Linked DNA regions of Mus musculus: all the other regions are linked to region 4. Evidence: chromatin contacts called from public HiChIP or PLAC-seq data. All regions are on one chromosome and are shown on one strand. The core of a region is the stretch at or near the end of the contact, and the rest is flanking DNA. Distances in the headings are between cores, read along the strand shown.

The links. HiChIP or PLAC-seq counts read pairs in DNA pulled down with a chosen protein or histone mark.
Region 1: a contact with region 4 is called in an H3K27ac HiChIP or PLAC-seq map of the NIH/3T3 cell line, with 2.9 times the contacts expected there. The contact joins two enhancer-like sites. A contact is called at or near these places in 1 of 15 datasets of contacts at CTCF or cohesin (the NIH/3T3 cell line) and 1 of 115 datasets of contacts at active chromatin or transcription factors (the NIH/3T3 cell line).
Region 2: a contact with region 4 is called in a CTCF HiChIP or PLAC-seq map of the NIH/3T3 cell line, with 21 read pairs. The contact joins two enhancer-like sites. A contact is called at or near these places in 1 of 15 datasets of contacts at CTCF or cohesin (the NIH/3T3 cell line), 1 of 115 datasets of contacts at active chromatin or transcription factors (the NIH/3T3 cell line) and 1 of 9 other capture datasets (embryonic stem cells).
Region 3: a contact with region 4 is called in an H3K27ac HiChIP or PLAC-seq map of the NIH/3T3 cell line, with 4 times the contacts expected there. The contact joins two enhancer-like sites. A contact is called at or near these places in 1 of 15 datasets of contacts at CTCF or cohesin (the NIH/3T3 cell line), 1 of 484 Hi-C or Micro-C datasets (the C2C12 cell line) and 1 of 115 datasets of contacts at active chromatin or transcription factors (the NIH/3T3 cell line).
Region 5: a contact with region 4 is called in a CTCF HiChIP or PLAC-seq map of the NIH/3T3 cell line, with 16 read pairs. The contact joins two enhancer-like sites. A contact is called at or near these places in 1 of 15 datasets of contacts at CTCF or cohesin (the NIH/3T3 cell line), 8 of 484 Hi-C or Micro-C datasets (adipose-derived mesenchymal stem cells, embryonic fibroblasts, reprogramming fibroblasts and 1 more) and 6 of 115 datasets of contacts at active chromatin or transcription factors (the NIH/3T3 cell line, embryonic fibroblasts, embryonic midbrain and 3 more).

The regions. Positions count from the first base shown.
Region 1 is chr7:69,668,948-69,671,698 of GRCm38.p6, reverse strand. No RefSeq gene overlaps it. Among named protein-coding and RNA genes, the nearest start is that of Gm35209, 130 kb to the left of the region's middle. Within about 2 kb of position 1,253, at least 5 of the 459 cell types and tissues checked have an H3K27ac peak or open chromatin away from gene starts, as enhancers often do. A contact at or near this core is called in the NIH/3T3 cell line, where this site is marked.
Region 2 is chr7:69,572,568-69,575,267 of GRCm38.p6, reverse strand. No RefSeq gene overlaps it. Among named protein-coding and RNA genes, the nearest start is that of Gm23815, 75 kb to the right of the region's middle. Within about 2 kb of position 1,262, at least 15 of the 459 cell types and tissues checked have an H3K27ac peak or open chromatin away from gene starts, as enhancers often do. A contact at or near this core is called in the NIH/3T3 cell line, where this site is marked.
Region 3 is chr7:70,302,855-70,305,615 of GRCm38.p6, reverse strand. The region is part of intron 1 of Gm29683 (predicted gene, 29683); the gene reads left to right. Among named protein-coding and RNA genes, the nearest start is that of Gm29683, 34 kb to the left of the region's middle. Within about 2 kb of position 1,290, at least 44 of the 459 cell types and tissues checked have an H3K27ac peak or open chromatin away from gene starts, as enhancers often do. A contact at or near this core is called in the C2C12 cell line and the NIH/3T3 cell line, where this site is marked.
Region 4 is chr7:70,035,885-70,038,584 of GRCm38.p6, reverse strand. No RefSeq gene overlaps it. Among named protein-coding and RNA genes, the nearest start is that of Gm24120, 79 kb to the right of the region's middle. Within about 2 kb of position 1,409, at least 43 of the 459 cell types and tissues checked have an H3K27ac peak or open chromatin away from gene starts, as enhancers often do. A contact at or near this core is called in the C2C12 cell line, the NIH/3T3 cell line, adipose-derived mesenchymal stem cells and 2 more, where this site is marked.
Region 5 is chr7:70,330,548-70,333,369 of GRCm38.p6, reverse strand. The region is part of intron 1 of Gm29683 (predicted gene, 29683); the gene reads left to right. Among named protein-coding and RNA genes, the nearest start is that of Gm29683, 5.9 kb to the left of the region's middle. Within about 2 kb of position 1,474, at least 109 of the 459 cell types and tissues checked have an H3K27ac peak or open chromatin away from gene starts, as enhancers often do. A contact at or near this core is called in the NIH/3T3 cell line, adipose-derived mesenchymal stem cells, embryonic fibroblasts and 1 more, where this site is marked.

The sequences.
Region 1 (2,751 bases), core at 4-2,503, 370 kb after region 4:
TATAGGAGTGAAATAAGAATCTCTGAACCATTATTTCTCTAGAGCTGAGAAATAATAATGGACTTATCTCACCAACATCCATCTAGGTTAGTCATAGAAAACAACAACTTTGAACACTAGATATTTGCATTCCGAGAGCTTACAACAGTACTGATTGTATTATGTATCTTTGCATTCTTTTGTTAGCTTAGTTGGTACTTTTGTGTAAGAACTTTGGGAACATGGTGACCATTGTTTCAAATGTTGATGCCCACTGTGGACTCATTTTGCCATAATAAGTCAACTAGTCCTACTAACTCTTCTTTGTTCTGTAAAAAATAGAATACTTACTAGGTTCCATTGAGAGTTAAGTAAGTTTGTTTTGTTTTGTTTTGTTTTAATTTAATAAAAAATCTTATTCAACAATCTTTTTCGTTTTTTTTTTTCCTTGAAGTACAAGTAGTGGCTACCCTTAGTTTCACATAGGATTATGGCCTCTCTTTATTTTTGGATTTATAGCTAACAAACTTGTACACAGCCACAATCTCACTTACTTAGTCAAGGTAGAAGCAGGTTTAAGAAAAGAGTCATAGACTTGACTCAGTGAATGAGTGATGGGTTAACATGTCCTTATATAATAGGAAATACTACTGCTATCATTTTTGAAACATCACTAGAAAAAAGTCATCACTAGAAAACAATGGTTATGGTTTCTCTTCAGAAGGTTGATGACAAACACCTATGGTTTCTATGGCAGTGGAATCAGTAACCAGAGTTCTAGCTCATCCAATAGGCACTAAGAAGATTCAAATTATTTTTTCTCTCAGCTATTCCTTCTCTTATGATAAAGCAAATGAAAAAATTTTTTTTCTCATCATTCATAGTTAATACCTTTGTAAACACTGATTTTAGCTTTTTGCTAGCTTCTCCATGGTATAACTGCAACACCAGGGTTGACTACTTTAGTGCACATAAAAATATTCTTAAGCAATTTCTTCAGCTAAAATATTAGTTTTGAATCTTTGGGATATATGACAATTCAAAGATCTTTTGGTATACAATTTTTAATTTTTTCCTTTCAAGCAATTGTATATTATGCTTAGTTTCAAATGAACTTTTCAGAATTCAAAGGAGCATTTGTCTCATTCATTCATACCATCTCAAAACCACCAGCATCAGGAAATAATATCCACGTCAGTCTGTCTTAGTCAGACCTCTCCATTGCTAGCAGTAATTGGCAAAGTGAGTTGTTCAAACATTGTAGAGATCCTTGCAAATATGCTGGGCTGCTTGCAGAATATCTGAGACAGCCATTGAATCAAGCTCAAAAAAATGTTCAGAACAAATTACAACAGTGCTTTGTCATCTCCATGAAACAAATGCTATGAGGAAACTGTAACAATTTCTGCTGAGTCACTGTAGCCATTGACAACAAGCATCCTGGTTACCTTTATCAGCATTTGTCTAAGGAAAAAAAACAAAAACATATGCCACTGCCACTGTAGCCACAGTAGAGTCTCTGTATTACTATCTGTTGAACAGAGCATTAGATCAATACATTTCATTTGTCTGGTTTAGACTGTATGAGAAGTTGGTAAACAAACAAGTGTTGTCTCCACAGGCTTAGATAACACAAATTTTGTCTTTTGCTCAAATTTCACAATAGGACATTTTCTAGATCAACAGATATCACTGATAGTCTAATAGGAAAAACAAAACAAAACAAATATAGAGCCCAGACAGTGGCTCCTAATAAGTTGTTTGCTCTGAGTTACTGTATGTTACGTGAGAACAGTGTAGCTGTCCAAATGAACTAGGTAGTAGCATAGTAGCAAACATTTTAACTGAAACCAATAATTTGTCATTCAGTATGAATAGTTATGCTAATAGCTAATAGGCTTTTTTTTTGTTCTATGTTACCTATTCCCTGAAGTATTTAAATATTATGGGGATATCATATCCAAAAATAAACACACCAATAATTAATCAGTTGAGCACTGTCTGTTAAAGACTTACATTTTCTTAGCAGTTTCAAGAAGGAAGAAAAAAGTAACCTTGTCTGGGCTGGAAGGATGGGAAATGGATCTGAAAGTCGGAGTAACAACCACACATGTGCCCTCCTTAGGAGCAAACTCCAGCTCCATAATCCTGTACAAGACAATCTTTTTCATCTTGTAAGAGTCAAGACAAAGGCCTATTCAATGAGTTAAGGTCTCATGTAATAATCTCTTTCTTGGAGGGAAGACTTAAATATTACTACCCTGAATCCTTACATGTACTGTAGAGACGAAATCATGAGTATGTAATGACCACAATAAATACCTCTCAGAAGGGCAAAAACAATGGTGGCAAACACAATCTTGAATTTTGCTGGGAAGACACCTTACAGTGGTATATTGAGAACAGCAGCCTCCAACCCCAATCTATCTCCTGTTTTCATGGAATTCTGTGCACTATAATTCCACAACTGAGTTTCTTCCATTTCTATTCTCTTTAAGAGGATTTTGGGGTACCTGGCCTTTATGTAGGCTCACCAACCTTCTTGGCTCACTTCTAACTCAGGAATAATTGATATTAAAGATTCTATTCTGCTTAAAATATTCCTCTTTTTGTTTAACTGGATACTTTGTTTTGAAACAATTTTAGACACTCTTATGGCCGTAAGAAATACAAAGACATATCAAGTATCTTTCATCCAATCTCCATTTATAGTCAAGTACTGAAACTATAATAAAATGTAATCTATTAGCAAGACAGATGACAGTCATAGAA
Region 2 (2,700 bases), core at 13-2,512, 460 kb after region 4:
TATGTAAGGTACCCTATTTCCAAACCTACTTTAGTATATGAAATTATTATGAATTTCTGTTTGTCAGTTGTCTCTTTGGGGGGGTATCATTCATAATCGCTTCCTTTCTGAGCTGCAGAAAGTGACAAGTGTCTGTACTTAAAACATGCTTTTCCACAGTGCACACATGCATCTTTCTATGTCACGTTTATTTTAACCATTGAACCCAATACAAAAATCTTTTCCTGTTTTTCTGCTCCAGGGAAAACCTACTTGTTGGTTGTGGTCCCATTTAAACCTTGGGTCACTTACTTCATCCTCCCAAACTAACTGTATTTCCATCATGGCAAATAGTTCTATCTCCTCTTAGTCACTTTACCCTCTGAACCCTGGAGCCAGCATGTTATATTGCATTTTGATAACAAATGACCATCCTTGAATCCTCTTTAATCATTACTCATAGGATAGAGTCTATTCTGGCCAAGTTTGCTTTCTAATGAAACATTACTTAGACTCTATTTGGGCTACTGGCACTTGTTCAATGAACATTCATTGAGCTCTTCATCAGAAGGTATCAGAGATAAATCTGTGACATCTCTTCCTCCAAAATATATACATATAAAGAAACGGTAAGACTTAGATGTTGTGTTCATGAGTGAGGGCTACAAGAAATATATGAACTGTATACTTGCAAGTTGCCAGGAAATTCCTGTTCAATTTTTATTTGATATGCTACTAAGTGCTGACAAAACTTATGTCCCTTTGGATTCTCTCTCTCTTGCTCTCTCTCTCTCTCTCTCTCTCTCTCTCTCTCTCTCTCTCTCTCTCTCTGTGTGTGTGTGTGTGTGTGTGTGTGTGTGTGTGTGTGTGTGCCTATGTGGCTGTGATTAGGTGGGGCATGTATTTTTTAGACAGGGTTGCTCAGTGGTGTGAATCTTGCCTCTGAGAAAGAAAATCAGTAGGCTAGTTTTCTCTGGCCCACAAGCTTCAGAAATCTTCTGGCTTCTGCCTTGCAGCACTGGAATTATAAGTATGTGGCACCCAGGTACTGGGCAACAGAACACACAACCCCTTTGGGGCAATGGAAACACTTGATTAACTGTTCTATTATCCCAGCCTTATATTTCTTTTTTAATTTTATAATCACACTGAGTTTCGGGAAAAAGTTGAACCGACTCTGATTTCAAAACCTTTGTTCTTCCCACGCTGGTACATCACCCATGAGTCAGTGAATAAAGAGACACTGAAGCCTACCACCCATGAGTCACTCTGTGAAGAGGCTTTGAAACCCACCATGGGCGTACCAGAAGTCACTACAAAGCACAGAGTCCTCCCTGTGATGCTGCCCCTAATGGGCTCTGCCAGGTTATGTGTGCAGCTTGGCTGCCCACTTCAGGCAGAAAATAAACAGTACCTTAGAGTTCTAAATGATGCCGTCCTAGCAACTACCAGATTAAAAATCCATGGCACAGTCTTCTCTTTCTCCTGTAACTGCATGGATGTCACCAGAACAGAAACCACATGTCGCCAGCCAACATGTACTGGCAGAACTTAGTCTTTGCTTCATTAACTAATGTCCTCATGTTCTACATGAGTCATTTGAAACATCTTCAGGACCCCAAATCTCAATGTGCAAAATGAATCTGGAAAATATTTAGTGGAGAATAACAATACGTTTTTAGCCCAGAGTCACGAAAGTAAATCCCAATGTTTACTCTGGGAGTCTCCTTCAAATTATATAGGTTCTTCAGAAAGATATATTTTAGTATGTCTTTTGTGGGATCAAACGCGTTTTGTGGATGAAATTCAGCAATCCCTGGGAAGGGTGGTAGGCATCAGCAGGGAGAGGGTTAACCAAATGTGCCCCCAGAGCTATCCAGAATTTTCAACTAAGAGGTTGTTCAGTCTGCTGTGAACCCCAATTAAAAATAAAACCCCTAGCTGGGCAAGCCCACCCCATCCTTAGGATAAACAAGATTTGATTCACTGCAATCACACTGTACTAACAGTGTTGTAGAGTAATACAGTATATATGCCTCCTCTGGGGAGGCACAAAAGAGGCGGCTTCATTATCATCTAGCCAGAAGGATGGGGCATAGTTAACACCTTTCTGGGTGGGCTGAAATTAATGACCCTCCCCCCCCACACTATTGCCTACCTCCAAGCCCCTTTATAAATGACTATACAACACAGTAGTTGGTATTCAGATCACAAGAGAGGGCATTTAGCCAAAGCATTTGTCTACAGGGTTTGATCTCTTTTTAATTTTATTCAGATTTACAACTGTGTTATTCTGTGAGATAACTGGACCCTGTCTTTCGTCGACCAGAGCCTTCCCTACTCAAATCTGAACATCTGAAGTTAATACTAATTTTCGAGATTGGATGCAATGTTTTTTCCCTAAGTGTTTTTGCAGGCAGTTTTCCCATAGCTACAGTGAACCCGGGCTCTGCCAGGCCGTGTGTGCAGCTTGCCTGCCCACTTCAAGCAGAAAGAGTGGGCTTTGGGGACAAAAAACACTGGACTTGTAAATGTGTCACAGAAGGTTTAAAATTCGCAGATGGTCAAATGCATGGGGAATTCAGCTCTCTTTGGACAAGGAGAGAAGTATGCCATGGCTAATAAAGATGCTTGAACTTAAAGTTGCATTTTCTTCTTTACATGTATGTAGATGCCCATGTATGTACAAACATTTAAATAAACACATTTTATATATTTCTA
Region 3 (2,761 bases), core at 41-2,540, 270 kb before region 4:
GAACTAAGCTGGGGAGGTGGTTCAGTTGCTGGAGTTTCCCCTCCAGGTTGCAAGGAACTCTGAGTTCCATCCCCAGGGCTGCACAAAACAGTCAAGGGAGTACAGACCTCTTAATGCCTTTGGAGGTGGAGGCTGAGGTGGGGGAGCAGAAGGCCAGCCTTTCTACAGAGTGAGGTTGAAGGGAGCTTGGGCCGCATGTGATCCTGTCTCAATGAACTCAGGATTAAATGAACTATCTTCATCTGTTTCCTCCTTCCTCAGCAAGGACCTAAAACTCACAAGGCAGCCAATGAAGGCTGGCCATGAGCAGTAGAGGCTGCTGTGCCTGGGACCTGGCAAAGCTGACCCCACAGGCTTGCAGGAGTTCACCAAGGCACCTACAAGTGTTCAGCATCAACACTCACATCTTCGAGATGCCAAAGAGAACACTTTCCAGATGCATGATGCTTTTGTTTCCAGTACTGGGAGTTCAGCTCGATGCCTTGTGCACACTAGGCAAGAGTTCTACCATAAAGGTTATGTGCGTCCCTAGTCTTTGGTTTTATGCTGTAGCAAGGGCTGGGCTTGAATGAGCACCTTGCCCTGATACACCCCAAGGCTGTAATAACCACGCCTGGCTCAGACACTTAACACTTTTAATACCAGCTCTCAACAATAACAACAATAACAAAACCAACGTCTTTCTTCCCTTTCTGTTCCCTTTTTGGTGTGATTTGTTTATTATTTAATTGTTTTATTTTGGGGTAGTCAAACACATACAAATAAAATCATAGGTAATTTGAGATCCCCACATCCCACTGAGTCATTCTTTTCACAGTCAGAGGGATTTAGAGGTTGTGCTCATATTTCTTCTGCCTTTTACCCTATTGGTTCAGAACATTAATTTCAAGCTCCTTTTGTACTGGAGGTAAAAGCCCCACTCCTGCAGTTTCCAGTAGGAAACTTCTGTTGGAAAATGCCTCTGCAGGGTCAGGCTGAGATGTGCCTGGCTGAGGTCTGACTCACTGTCCACAAGGAATGCAGTGTGAGCCACACCCTCCTCCCAAAGCTAAATCTAAATCCTGCAGCCATTCACCTTCACACTTTCAGAGGCTTATCTCTTGATGGGATTATCCATTTTGGTTGAAACTTTGGTGCATTTTCTTTTTGGTTTGGCCTAACAAAGAGGTATTGAAACATACATGCTGTCTTTTTGTAAATGTAGGAATATATTCTCTTACTCTGGCATGGTGGCACTGGTTTGTCATCCTAACTCTGAGAAGGCCACGACAGCAGATTGAAGGCTTGCCTGGAATACCCAGTGGGGCCCTGGTGAAGGGTAGAAATGGGTGGATCCCAGGAGGAGCTCATTGGACAGATACCCCAGCCAGCTCTAGGGTTTAGGGAGAGACCCTGTCTCTAAAAAAAAGTGGAGAACAATTGAAGAAGTCATCTGGCCTCAACCTTCACATCCATGTGAACACATGTGCACAGACCACAGAAACATGTATATAAAAACACACATACATTTTTTTAAAATGGAGAGAAAGAATGAAAAAGAAAAAAAATAGTGGCCTGGAGAGATGACTCAGTGGTTAAGAGCACTGGCTGCTCTTCCAGAGGTCCTGAGTTCAATTCCCAGCAACCACATGGTGTCTCACAACCATCTGTAATGGGATCTGATGCTCTCTTCTAGTGTATCTGAAGACAGCTACAGTGTAGTCACATAAATAAAATAAATAAACCTTTAAAAAAAAAGAAAAAAAGCATATAATCTAAAACTTGGTCAGGGGGAATCATTATTAGGTCCTGGGTTCTCATGCAGACTTTGGTTTCAATTTTTTAATATATATTTTAATTTAACCTATTGATTTTTAATGGCCTGCAGCTATTCAACATCTTTTTTCTTAGCTCAGCAATTCAATTCAAAGCTCAGGAAACAGATGACGGGTGTCAAGTTATGAAGTAGTCATAGCTCAGTCACATCCATACAGTGGTAAATACATAGTCTGCATGCGAAGTGAGAAGTGCCATTCATTTATACCCTCATGCTTAGCAAAATAGAAGACATGGACTTTTGGAGCAATGCTTTTTATTCAAGGAAGATTATAATGCCTAGACATTTTAAAGAAGTTTCAGAGGAGAATTTAAAAATATTTTTAACTGATGTTCTTTTTATTAAACTACAATACTATAGATAATTTCGTGAGCACAAGGCTTCAGACAATAGGGACATTCTTTGATGTTTGAAGACGTTCATCTTGGCTGATGAGATGGCTCATTGGGTAAAGGCATGTGCCAAGCTTGGTTACTTGAGTTTGAACTTCAGATCTCACAAGACCTAAGAGTGACCCCACAGGAGTACCCTAGCTCTCACTGCATCACCACCAACAGATAAATGTTCAAAGGAGGAGCTACCTCTCTCTCTCTCTCTCTCTCTCTCTCTCTCTCTCTCTCTCTCTGTGTGTGTGTGTGTGTGTGTGTGTGTGTGTGTGTGTGTTTTGTAACTCCCTCTATAGGTCAGGCTGGCTATGAACTCACAGAGCTTTACCTGGCTCTGCCTCGATAGTGCTGGTATTAAAGGAGTGCACCACCACTGTCCTGCTGGAAGCTAATCTTCTATGCTGAGGGGTTGTTATATCATTGGTTATGTTGTTTGCCAGGGCATTTTACAGGACAGCAAATTTGGCTGTCCAGCTAACCTTCTGGACTTTCCCTGTGTAGGTCATTGTGATTGCTGGACAGAGACATCCTGTTTACCCACATACTAACACATTCTCCA
Region 4 (2,700 bases), core at 160-2,659:
AAATGGAATGTCTGTGACTTTGATATCCCAACTTCTGCTCCAGCCATTTCCTCTCTCTTTTGGGATTCTCTGAATCTGGGCTGTCTGGAGGATGGCATTGTGACCACCCCAGGTACGGGTGAGTTTTGGTTTGTTTTCCTTTGCCAATTCTAGAACAACATTGCTACTTCTAGAATTATTCTTTTCAAAGCTCAAAGCTTCATAATCCTAAAGATATACCCATTGAGTTAATTGTATTTTATATTATTTTTTCTTCAAGTTACAAAGACCCTTCAATAAGCTTTCTGAAACACAGAAAGTGCCATTTTCTTGTAAGCATACCCTATGTAATGTTACTCTGGGACTTCCTAAACTTTATCTTTGTGCTTAGGTAAAAAAGTAGGGGACTTCTAAGTACTACTGAGAGAACAGTGTACTGTTAGAAATCTTCCTACTATGAAAGTTTTTTTTACAAAACCATGTTTTTCTGTAGATGATGAAGTTGTCTAAGGGTTCCATATTGCTTCCATAATTGTATGGATGCTTTCGACTTCCTAAGATGGCTTAGTTCTGGTTAAAAACAGAAAACCCATGTGAAAGAAACACAGTACCTCAGTGGGGAAGATGAAAGAAAAGGAATCTGAGCATGCTCCATCCAGGCTCAGTGGCCTTCCTAACACTGACAATGCGCATTTTTCCAAGAGCAGCAGAGTTGAGAAAGGGAGATGCATACCTCACTAAACACCCAGGACACCAGCTTTGTATCCCCTATGGTGTTCTTTCTGAAGCTCCAGTGTAGTGAAGGAGAAAGACTGACAGTGACAGAGCTCCTGAGGATTGACAATACACATTGGAATTAAGAGGCCTCTCTATTGGCTCTCAGGGGAGTGTAAGTCTTTGGCAGAGAACAAAATCTTTAAGTATAAACCAACATTCCACATCAAAAACAATGTCAGCCCCATTATATGTCTTCTCAAGCAGGGCACTTGTATTTAGTCTCTGCTACATGAATTTAGATATGAAAATAACCTCTCAGCTTGTTTGCTATTTATTGATCAATAAACAATATTCCTAGATATAATTATGGTTTAGATAATTATTCTCCAAGTAGAAGGTGCTCTCATTGCCCATTTCCATCTCAGTGTTATTCACTGCTTCTCCAAATATATCATATCAAGTCTGATCTCTTTTTTTTACGATGGAAGGTCAAGCTGGGTGGGCCTAAGGAGTCCTGTACACATTTGTTAAAAGAAACTCTCAGAGAGAACAATGCTAAGAAATGACTGAAGTGCTGGCCAACTCATATCTCAAAGATGGAGAATAAACCACCAAATTCTTATGAAATCATGGCAAGACTTCCAGCATGTCTGTGTGAAGTAGAGCTTGTTCTTTTGTGGTCATGCAAATGGAGTGAGTCAGAGGTCAGATGCATGGCATGCCATCCAGTGTGTCTCCAAATGTACTGCTTGTCCTCTGGATGTGGCATGGGTGGATGCATGGCTCAGACACCCCACCCAGGACTCTGATTATCTCCTGTTCTTACATGAGTCTATAGGTTGAAGTGACTTGTTTTTATATGTTCTTTCATCATCTCAAAGTAAGGCTGAGAGATTTGTTTACTTTGATTATTCTGTTTAGCTGGATTTCACAGGCATTCCATTCAAATTTCTTTATGAGATGAGATCTGGGATGCTTAGTTTTAGAAATTCTTATGTGAATAAGACATGACTCAGTACAATAGTCAGTTTGTGAAAGTGACCCATAACTTGACCTGGTAATAAGTAAGGCATCCGTTGTTTTTTGGAACTTGAAAAAAAATTAAATAGAGAGGGAAAGAATGAGAATCTGCTGGTAGGAAAGAGAAGGTAGATTGGAGAAGGAAGGGGAAGGGAAGAGAAGGGAAGAAGAAAGCTGGCAAGCAAGCAAGAAGGGGAAAAAAAAGCAAGGAAGTGGGAAGGAGAATTTAAAAAAAAGAAAAGAAGGGACAAAATAAAGAAAGAGAGAAAAAGAGCAAGGAAAGAAAATGGAAATGTGTTGTTTTGGTGAGATGGCGTGGCTTACCTAGAGTCTGGAATTCTCTGCTTCCAGGCTTTGGTCTTATAGGTTTAAAGTTCAGTACTACACAATATTGGCAGCTACAGAGCCAAGGCCATTATAGACTTAACAATTCCTAGTGGGTCATGGCTTAAAGCAAATGGAGGAAGATATGGACGTTACATACACAAGTCATCAGTATTTTTCACATGGCCTTATTCTTCCTTCTGAAATAGCCTTATACAGGCACCAGCCTTTAGGTAAGGAAAAATGGCTCTAAGAAGCAGGATCATGGTATCAATGAACTCCTGGACCACTTTGCTCCAATCTTCTGACGTGAGCACCATAGGTTTATTGCTTAGAGATGAACAACAAGGACATCGGAAGCCTCAGTGTCATTGTGAGCTGCTGCACCCAGATTCAAGAAAGTGGCACTGGGTAGATAGAGGCTCATCTGCACGTGCCACAGTACATACACCACAGTTAAACTCTCTGTGCACTCACCCACATTTGGTATCATAGACTGAGACCCCCATTAAACAGTAGAGCACAGCTCTGAATCGTATACTGCTTCTGATTAGACCTAGTATAAACCTGATGTGTTTGGAGTGACTCTTGCAATCTCTAAATAATGCATCTCCAATTCATCCCACAGTTGTGCTTGAGAACAATGGCTAAAAATGGTAA
Region 5 (2,822 bases), core at 225-2,724, 290 kb before region 4:
ATGACAGGCCTTAGGAATTCGGGGAGGCTATAGTCACTCAAAGTTCTGAATGTCACATTATAGAGGGAGAGCAGGCTCTGTTTCACAGTCTGTCAGGGGTTTGGAAGACTCCATGAATGTTACCTTTTGAAAATACTCCCCCACCCCCGTTCTCTCTCTCTCTCTCTCTCTCTCTCTCTCTCTCTCTCAATTTTCTCGGCCCAAGAGGAAGCTTCATGCTCTCTATGACACAGACTGGTCTCCACAAGGAGAGAGGATCCGAGCCCTATAGGTAGGAAATGACAGGTGTCTGCAGGTTTGAGGTGAAGGTTGCTGGCGCTGCTCTTGTACCAGCCAGAAGATCAAAAAACGACTTCTGAAAAGGGCAGAACGGGGTGGTATTTTAAAGTTTACACTGAGCTTGTAGAGACAATCAGTTCTCAACCACTTCCTTTTCAGTCACAGAAAGGCCTGGAGTGCTGGGATAGGGTTTGAGAGAGAAACGAGCTTAAGGAACCGGGCAATCTTGCCAGAGACTTCTGCCCCTACCACTTTTCACACCTGCGCTGCCCAGTTTCCAGTTCAACCCTGAGCCAGAGAGGCTGCCTAAGCCTCTGGCCTCTGGGTCTGCCTGTTTTGTCCCTTCCAAATGCTTCTAGCAGGCACAGATGCTCTCACGGTCGCGTCCCTCTGGTGCATCTTGGAGAAACACTGGCAAACAGTGCTTTTCTGAGGAGCAGAAGGGCTGCTTAAGCGCCAGCAACAGGTCCATGCTGAGATTCCTCTGTCCTTCACCGGCCCCTCCTTCCACCCTCGCTACTGGGGTCCGCGGGGTAAAGGGGGGGATCTACTTCCCCCTTCCTCCTGGGTCACCCACAACAACCCAGGAAGGCAAACATCAGGTTTGCACTGTTTCTTTGGATAAACGCCTGGCTAAATGCTTCTAATAATGAATGGCCTTTCGCTGGACACTCGCTTGAACCGAAGAGAGGACCTCACTGGAGAACACCAAAAAGAAAATAACTAGAAAGTGGAAAGGAACACGGCCGGCGGCGGCCTCTAGGATCCAGACAAAGACATCTGAGTCTGTCCCTTTGCAGTCGCCCATCTCTCCTTCCTGCCTAGAGATCTGATTTGGTCCTACTGCGGCTCCCTAAGAGCCTTTAGATCCGACGTCCCTTCACTGGGGACCTTGAGCTGAGATCCCAGGGCTGGAAGGCTCCGATTCTAGCCGGAGCTGGAACCTGGTGGCCTCAACACTTGCGGGATGCTGCTACTGGGCCACAGTCCCTGCCTTGCCCACAGGAACCTAAACATCCCCGCGTCCTAGGTTAAGGTGGTTAGGGCGAGGGGGTAGGCTCCTGGACCAGCCAGGTCGAAGCGATGAAACAGCAACTTCTTCTTCTTCTTTTTTTCCCCCTGGCAGGGAGGAGGGAAATTCGTCGGAGGAGGTCGGTGGAGACTCCTCCTTCGCTCCGCCCGGAGGCAGCCAGAGCTCCGCTAGCGGTGCGTCTCCGCCCGCCCGAGCGTTTCCATAAATCAGGCCGCTGGCAGGCTGCTAATTAGCTCCGGCCGAAAAGAATGAGAGTTCTGTAGCACACGGTGGGTTGGGAGTGGGGGCCCAGTAGGTGGGAGATCAGAATTCCCCAGGATTAACGGGGGGACTCCTTGGGGGCATCTCCGCGCTCCCTGCCCGAGCCACCTCCGATCACCTCCTGCCAGCAAAGGCCCGCAAGTTCGGGCCTCCAGATCCCGCGCCTCCCGCACTGCGCGCACCTCTGCAGTCGACCTGGCCCGCCCACCCACGCCGAGGCCCCCTCTCCCACTCGCTGAGCATGCCTGGCGTTAATTAACTCCCCCTTCACCCGGTGCAGTATCGGAAGACTTTCAAAACTCGTCCCAAAGTGTTTCCTTCTCAAGCCTGAAGGCAGCGTTTGGAACGACCCGCAGAAAAGGGGGGCGGGGTGTGGATCTGGGGGAAGGGTTGGTTGCACCGGGATTTGAGATAACAAGACTTCCCCAGCGATTGTGTGGGTAGAGGGATGGGCTGTTGTAACCTCATCCCCTCTCCCCTAGTGAAAAGGCAAGACGGTCAGGGAAGATTAAAAATAACATTAAAGTTGGATTATTGATTTCCATGTAAATTGCCAGCCGAGAGAGCTACTTCTGTTTATTTTCTCTTTTCCTCCCCCACGCTTCTCTAAGCCCTCTGGGCTCTGCGCCCTCGGAGCCATTCCCACCCTCCTTAGGGACGAGACTCCTAGATGACATCACCAAGGAGAACGGCGGCCTCCCCGCCCCTGGCCTCAAGACCCCTGAGCAGAGATTGACAGGTGTCTCTAGCAAAGACAATGCCTTCCAGGTGTCAGTATTCCCGTTCCACCCCTCCCACTCCGCCCTCTTTGCTCCTTTCCCTTAACAACTCTCCTACCCACCCACTCTTCCTCCACGAGGCTTGTTCCTACCCCACCCCCACCCCCAACTCCTTGCTCTTTGCATCTGGGCACTAAGCTTCAGGTCCTGAGACTTAGGCAGGGAGCCGACGCCGAGGGGCCCGGATGGCGCTGGTGTTGTTTGTGCCCGAGGGGGAGGCCAATCCGAGATGCCAAAGGCTCGAGTGAGGGTCCAGGAGGTGGCAGGGCCCAAAGCGGGTAAAGGGTAACCGAGTGAGCATTTTCAAGGAGCCAGCTCAGTCTCTAGATTTCTGTCTTGACGTTATTCTCTACCCTCCACCCGCGATCTCTCCTCTTCTCTTCTCTCTCTCTCTCTCTCTCTCTCTCTCTCTCTCTCTCTCTCTCTCTCTCACACACACACACACACACACACACACACACACACACACA